Linked DNA regions of Oryctolagus cuniculus: region 1 is linked to region 2. A link is a contact called in public Hi-C data. All regions are on one chromosome and are shown on one strand. Each heading gives the region's core, a stretch centred on a gene start, on an enhancer-like site or on the middle of the called end of the contact. The rest is flanking DNA. Distances are from core to core; before and after follow the strand shown. Region 1 overlaps SNX18 (sorting nexin 18). Region 2 holds the start of SNX18 (sorting nexin 18).

Region 1 (3,669 bases), core at 939-3,438, 150 kb before region 2:
ACATTTACAGAGCAATTTCTATGAGCTGGGCACTGTGCCATAACCTCCTCTGCCTCCCTCCTACATGTCCCCTCCCTGCTATGAAGTGCAGAGCTTGGGTTATTTTCTTTGAGAAACAGTCATTCCAGCCAAGGAGAAAAAGGCTGTTTTTATTTTCTGTTTTCCCTTGAGAGGTTGGAGCACAAATCTCGTGGGTTAATTTGTATGCCTTGTTACTGCTGTTGTCGATTGTAGTTTGTATGCCTTGTTACTAATGTTGATGACAACCATAGAGAGTTCTCTCCCCTCCAGAGAAGGGCTGTCAGAGAATAAAACTGGGATGGGTGCTGAGGAAGGTTTTCTTTTGTTGAACTGGTTCTGGAATTAGGGAGGGAGGGCAGGGGTAGAACATCCAGAAAAAGAGAGGTGCACATCTTTTGAAGGGGCTTGGATGGGGGAAGCTGCCAGTCCACTTCTGACAGCAAGTGGTGATTTGGACACACACACACACACACATCCAACTTTAGGTATTACCAAGAACACTAGGTCTTGGACAGAACATGAATATTATGAAAAAGTACACCACTGTTTTTCAAGTCTTTGCTTGCATACGGTAATCAATGTAGAACTATGCCGGTTCAGTGAGGTCTCTAAAGCACCTCTAGGGAATCCTAGGAATCACTGGACACAGTTTGGAAACCACTGTGATAAATCAGTCCAAGTAAATATGAAGCAAACCCTACCCAATACCTGGTAATTCCTGGACTAGTTCTTTTCTGGAGTTTTCTTCTAGGCTCTCCAAGCACACCATCAGCTAACCTGAAAGACAGTCTGTATTCCAGTTCTGTAGTCTCCGTTTTTGTGGACAACACTCCAGTCCTTACCTTCATTATTATCCCCTTACTCCTCTTCCTCTTCCTACCTCTGGTCTCTGTCACTACCAATGCATGTTCAACATAGGAAACGGATTATTTTTCTAAAGCATTTATGCTATTGTCTTGCTCAAGAATCTACAGAGGTTCCTTGTCACCACCATTTTATTCAAAGCGCCCTATTCTCCACACCCTATTCTCATGCAGTCTCCAAAGCATCTACCATGGCCTCTCATCTTCACGCCTTCACTGGTGGTTCCTTGCCTGAAACACAGAAGCAGCTCCCACCACCACCATCCTACCTCTTCTTCCTCTGCTGGCTCCTGCTGCCCACCCTTACATGTCGCTCCCTTTGCGAAAATCTGGAGACACTGGTGTGTGTGCTCTCTTAGCATTCACACTATGACTTCTCTATCAAAGGCAATGTAATTATAGCAGTTCCCCTTCATACATGGGTGTACATTCTAAGAACCCCAGTAGATGCCTGAAACCACAGGTCATACTGAACCCTATATATAGAATGTTGTTTTACCCATACATATATATCTATGATGAAGCTTACTTTATGCTGATTATAGATGAATCAGCTTATGATTTTCTTCTTTATAAGATGTTGCATCTTTTTACTTGACGTCCACACTTTATAGCTTCTATTTGGCATTTCTGAAGTTCCAGAATCATTAATCTTGTGCTTTAGGGCCATTATTAAGTAAAACAGGGGTTACTTAACACAAGTACTGCAATAGTCAATCTGTTAGCCGAGACAGCTACTAGATGACTAATGGGTAGCTACACTACACAGAAGGATGATTCATGTCCCAAGTGGTATGGGCTGGGACAGTGGAAGATTTCATCACACTACTTAGACTAGTGCTTGCTTTATTTATTTATTTTTAAAAGATTTATTTATTGATATGAGAGAGGGAGAGAAAGAGAGAGAGAGAGAGAGAGCGAGCGCTCCCATGCACTATTTCACCTCCCCCAAATGCCTGCAACAGCTACAGCTGGAACAGGCTGAAGCCAGAACAAGGAACTCAATCTAGGTAACCCATGTGGTGGCAGGTATCCAAATACTTCACCTATCACTTTCTGCCTCCCCGAGCGAACATTAGCAAGCAACTGGAATTGGGAGCAGAGCTGGGACTCAAATCCAAGTACTCCATTCCAACGTGGGACTTCAATATCCTAAGCAGTATCTTTACACTAGACCAGAGGCCCACCCCCATTAATCAATCTTTCCCCGTACCTCTTACCCCCGACCCTCTCCAGCCTCTCAGAACTGCCATTATCCTCTTAACTTCTATGAGATCAACTTTTTAAGAATGGTGCTCAATTTAAAACTTATTCAATTTAAAATTTATTTCTGGAATTTTTCATTTCATATTGTCAGCGCTCTATTGACCTCGGGTAGCTAAAACTGTGGAACATGAAACCTTGGATAAAGGGGTACTACTGTAACCTCTTCTCAGGACTGCATTGTTGTCTTCATGGAACACTAAACATCAAGAAGAGAAGGGCCATATTTTGTTGACTTTCATACCCTCAAATCCTGGCAGTGTAATATTTGTTGAGGGAGTGAATGAATGCAAATAAATATTTAAAGAAAGGGGAAGTTAAGGAATGAATATGTGGATTTATTCAGTGAAAGGGTGACTGATGGGTGGTGCCCCTTTATGGGTATGTGGTCCTCTGTGGCACCTCTGCAGGTGATCTCTCAGTTGTGAGCCCCATGGTTTTGGGGTACCATGTGAATGTCCCTTTTATCTATTCTTGGATAGGACAACATGAGAGGAGTCACAGACCTTTGGAAATGAGATGCCCTCAGGGTGGTGGGGAGGCTGTTGAACATCTGTCGGGGAGAGAGAAGGCCCTCATCAGACAATGTCTCAGGAAGCGCTACCGGCATTGTGAGATAAGCCCTGGAGGAGCTGCAAGATGACCTCCTTCTCGTCCAAGGGATGTATCCAGGTAGAGGCAACCATTGTGCTTTACCTTGTTATTCAGAACTTTTCTGTTTTGCTATTAAAGAAATCAAAACCCAGAGAAGCATAAGTCCTTGCCAAGAGTCTCAAAAATGATGTCAGGGTCTGGCTGAGAGCCTGGTTCTTGGAGCAACATTTTCTGCCACCCATCATTTCCTCTCCACTGCTCTCTGAGAGCCCTTCTTTCCTATGTGCTAATTCAAAGTTATGCATGCAATGCTTCTTCCATAGCACTCACCACTCTGACCTTTGATGCTGTGAAAGCAAGAGGCTAAGGCCAAGGCACTTCCTCCCGACGAACATTTCCCATACAGCAAAGCGGTTCCTGTCTGGGTAGGAGGGCGGTGGCGGAGGTGGGGGCATGGGCCAGCGCGTGCAATACCAGGGGAAGTGGTAAGAAATTTATTCTCGTTCATATTCAAATTTTTTTCTTTTGAATCTCACAAGAGAAAACGTTGCCTTGGAGGGGTGTATGTGTGCAGATTCACATACATACACATCACAACATCAGAGATTCATAATAGCTGTAGGTAAAGAAAGCAAGGCCCACACCTGCATAAGCCACCTTTATCACTCATTCTCCTAACTTCACCTGTGGAGCTGGGCACTGCTGAGGCCTCTGAATACCAGTCCCTGTGAGCTTAGAGTCAAGGGCAGCATTCCCGCAGAGGGCTCCTGCGCGCATCCGTTCCCCAAGTGCTTTATTGCCAAGACCTTGATTCACAGATGACTGAGTTAAAGTTTCTTTTGTTTATTTTGTGAAATGAAATGCAGTCTCGCCTGTAGGACTCCCTCCATGTTATTCCTTGCTTTTTAGATTTCGTAAGTTCTGGTAG
Region 2 (4,135 bases), core at 688-3,187:
CACCTGCACAATGGGCCTGAAACCCACCTTGGTGCCCTGTCCACGTCACCCCTCGCGGCCTGAACCCCCGCACTCCGCGTCATCCGCTCTCCAGGCGCCAGCCTTTACCTTTCTGAACGTGGATGATGTCCGGGAAGTTGGCCAGGTGCCCCTGATAGAGCGCTAACAGGTCCATGACGGGGTCCAGGTCCTGCCTGGGCTGCTCGGCGAAGAGTTCGCCGATGGCGTCGTAGGCATCTCCGGTGAAGGCGATGGCCTGGTTGAGGCCCGCCGAGAAGGCCTGCTGGTCCAGCTCGAAGGCCTGGCTGAGGCCGCGGAAGGACTGGCCCACCTTCTGGTACTCCTTCTTGAAGCCCGTCACCTGCTTGCGCGCGAACTCGTTGGCCGTGTGGTTGAGCTGCAGCGCGCTGTCGTCCATCTTCTTGGTGAAGCACTTGAAGCCGTCGATCTTGCTCTCCACCTCCTGCAGGTCCAGCGCGGCGGCGGGCGGCGTGCTCAGCGTCAGGAAGAAGTTGGCGCCCACCATCTCGTCCTTCTCCGCCTTCCGCTTGCCCTGCTTCCAGGCCTTCTCGTCCGTGCTGCTCGGGCACGTCAGGAAGTGCTGGAAGACGTCGCACTGCGCCAGCACCGGGTGGCTGGCCATGTGGTTCATCCACCAGATCAGGCCCTTCCTGCGCTTGGAGATGAAGTCCTCCTCGAAGCGGCCCGTGGCCTGCTTCTCGGGCAGGTGCGGCACCGAGATGACCGGGAACTTCTCGGCCAGGCGAGCATACAGCCAGTCGAAGTGCTTGTAGCGCCGGTGCACCGGCACCTGCGTGTGCGTGGGCACCAGCTTGTAGGAGATGTAGCTCTTCATGCCCTTGAACTTGGTCTGCTTGGTGGGGTCGTCGATGGTACACTGGAACGGGTAGGGGTTCTCCTGCCACTCGGGGCCGTAGGGCCCCAGCACCACGCACAGCTTGTCGCCGTCTTTCACGAAGCCCGACGCCTCACCCAGCACGAAGGCCTCCCCGCCCGACTTGACGAAGGTGGAGAAGCGGTTGAGGTTGCGGCTCACCGTGGCCGAGCTCTTGGCCCCGGACGCGTGGTGCTGGGCGGGCGCCGGGCCCCCGCGCGCGCCCAGCGAGAGGTCGGAGCGCGTGGACAGGCGGTAGCGGCCCGCCGCGCCGCCGCCCGCCGACGACGAGCCGTCGAGGTCCGGGTAGGCGCCGCTGCCCAGCGCGCCCGGCTCGTCGGCCACCGTGGAGCTGTCGTCCCACTCGTCGTCCCAGTCGTCGTCGCTGCCCTGGCTGGCCTGGTAGCCGCCGCCGTACAGCGGCTGCTGGGGCGACGGCTGCAGGGCGCCCCCGCCGTACGGGAAGCCCGCGCCCGGCGGCTGGAAGGTGCTCGGCGGCGGCGCCTGCTGCGGCTGCAGCAGCGGCTGGAAGGCGTCGGCCGGCGGCTTGAAGGAGGCGGGCGGCGCGGCGGGCAGGGGCTCGAAGCCGCCCGGCGGGACGTTGGCGTAGCGGGCCGGGGCGCCCGGGCCGCCGTCGCCCGCCGGGCCGGGCTCGGGGGCGCGGATCACCTGCACGTATGAGGCCGGGAAGAGACCCCGGTCGCCGCGGCTGTTGACCCCCTCGAGCCAGCCCTCGATGTCCTGTTCGCTGCACAGGCTCAGCACCTCGTGCTCCCTCAGCGAGATCTCGCCCGGGTTCTCCGACCGAAAGTCATACAGCGCCCGGGCGCGCAGCGCCATGGTCCCGGCGCCCCGGGCGGGCGGTCGCGAGACCGGCGCCCTCTCGCCCTGGCCCGTCCGACGGGGCCCCGCGGTGCCGCCCGCGCCCGCGCCCTAGCCCCCTCGCGCGCGGACTGGAGCTCGGAAGGCAGCGCGCACCCCGCCGCCACGGCCAGCCGGTCGCGCCCTCCGCGCCGCTCGCAGTCCCGACTGCCGCTCTGGGCCGCCGCCGGCCGGGGGCGGGGCCCGCGGCCTCCCACGTCCCCAGCTGCGCTAATCCACGGCCGAGAGCCGCGTGCCAGGCGAGAGCAAGCGATGGCCGAGCCGCCGCGCGCTCCTTCCGGGTCCCAGATCCGCGGCGGCCACTACCCCCTGGTGGCTGCTGCTGCGAAGTGGCGCGCCGGGGTGGCAGCCCCGCCTCAGGAGGAGGTTTCTAATTGGGGTGAATTAGCGGAGACTTTTTTTTTTTTTAAAGGCTTTTAAGCTAAAAACGTTTCCTAGAAAGTACGCTTCATAAACCTTCCCTCTGTGAGCACTGAGGGAATGCTGCTGGAACAGCGCGAGCCACGCGTATAAAGAAGAATTTTGCAACGAATATCCGCGACTGCTGCAAGGAGAAAGGTGGCCTGGGCTGAGGGCTCTTGACGCTCCCTGACCTCTTCTGCTCGCTGGAGCTTGTTGGCCAAGAAGGCAGGAGATTGACAAGAGCCGGAGGGAGGAGCTAGAATGTGCAAAAAAGTAAGTGCACGGGAAGCTGGCATTTTGTATGTGTCCCTGTGCCCTCCTAGGATGAGTGTCCTGCAGGGAATGAGAGCTTAGCCTTCAGGTGGGGCTGCAGGGTTCCAGTACCTGTTCTGACGCTAGTTAGTGACCTTGAGCAAGTCGTTTATTTTGTACCTACCTCCCAGGGTCCTTGTGAGAATCCCCTAGTAATGTAATATATATATATATGTATTACATATGTATATATTACATGAATATATATATTCACACACATATACATATATGTAAATTGTTATGGGGCTGGATGTCTTTTGTTGGGTTTTTGTTTTTATTTTATATGAAAGGCACAGAGACTTAGCTGTTGCATCCACTGGTTCACTTCTCAAATGTCCTCAACAGCCAGGGCTGGGACAGGCTGAAGAAGCTGGCAGCCTGGAACTTTATCCAGGTTTCCCTTGTGGGTGGCAGAAACCCAAGTACTTGAACTGCCTCCCAGAGGGAGCATTGCAGGAATGCTGGGGCCAAAGCAGTGTAGTGGGGACTTGAACCAGACAGTACGATACAGGACACAAATGTCCCAAGTGGTGACTTAACCACTGCACCAGTGCCCTAGCGATGAGGACATGAACCAGTATACGGCACACACCGGGCGTGGTGAGTGCAGCTCAAGGGTTTGCTCCTGCTCTTGCTGCTGTCGTTGTTATTTGGGAAAACAAAAATCCCCGACTTCTTTCCTAGAGAGAAGGCGGCTGACAGAGTTGCAATTGCAGGGAGAATGAATTGGAAAGGGTCCCATGGGTCACACCCCCACTCCTAGCCTGAGGCCAGGGTCCATCCGTCTCCAGTCATCTCTAAGTCTCCATATCTTCACATGATTTTTAAGATAGGCAGATCAAAAATCACTTCCTGAAATATTAATCAGCCCCAGCTCCTGTAGTTGCCTTGTTCCCTATCCTCCTCTCCTTTAGTGTATAATTTGCCCAAAGCCTTTTCTTCTCATAATCCCCTCTTAGGAAATCTAGCCTAATTATTCCTTTGAAGACACCTCTAATTGGGGTTCTGCATTCATATATCATTAATTTCAGCCTGTCCTCTGACCCTTTTCAAGCAAATCTGGGAAACAGGCCAGAAGAGAATAGCATGATTAAAAAGGTTTAGGGTATACTCAGCAGCCTGCACAAAACCACAGACCCACTATGCCAGAATTGCTCACAGTGTTTATCCTAATGAAAAACCTTAATTCAATTCAGCAAGCAATTCTGAATTACCACATTTTTAGCGGAAAACTCTGGGTTATGATTATTTTCACAGTAAGCAACAGAAGTCACTGAATTTCAGTGCCAGCATTCTCTGTGGTCAGAAACTTGAAGTCAACATTGACCAAACACGGAGAATACGATTTGTTTCTCTGATGGACCCAGGAGAAGCTAACCCAGAATATTTAAACACGTGTAGTTTTACCCCTGCTATGCATTTTGGTAGTTGCTTTTTAGATGAAAGAGTTAATTACAGTAACTTCAGGCTTACTTCAGGTGTGAAATTCCAGTGTGGAAGGTGATGATTTGACAGACTGGTTGAGCTGCTTTGTAGAAGCAATGGTTAGGGTGTTTGTAGCACAGGTGCATCAGGACCTGCAGGTGTGCAGCTTTGCAGGGGTCAAAGCAAGAAGGCCTTTGTGTTTCTCAGACTTCAAGACAA

What was found. Hi-C and Micro-C count contacts between places; a contact is called where the count stands out from the background.
Region 1: a contact with region 2 is called in a Hi-C map of embryonic fibroblasts, with 2.4 times the contacts expected there. The contact joins the enhancer-like site here to the promoter of SNX18 in region 2. A contact is called at or near these places in 5 of 6 Hi-C or Micro-C datasets (ear pinna, embryonic fibroblasts, liver and 2 more).

Annotation. Positions count from the first base shown.
Region 1 is chr14:75,450,855-75,454,523 of mOryCun1.1, reverse strand. All of the region lies in intron 2 of SNX18 (sorting nexin 18), which reads right to left. Among named protein-coding and RNA genes, the nearest start is that of SNX18, 150 kb to the right of the region's middle. Within about 2 kb of position 2,188, at least 1 of the 8 cell types and tissues checked has an H3K27ac peak or open chromatin away from gene starts, as enhancers often do.
Region 2 is chr14:75,299,513-75,303,647 of mOryCun1.1, reverse strand. SNX18 (sorting nexin 18) reads right to left here and starts at 1,937. Exons shown (of 8, transcript XR_011382047.1): 1 at 109-1,937.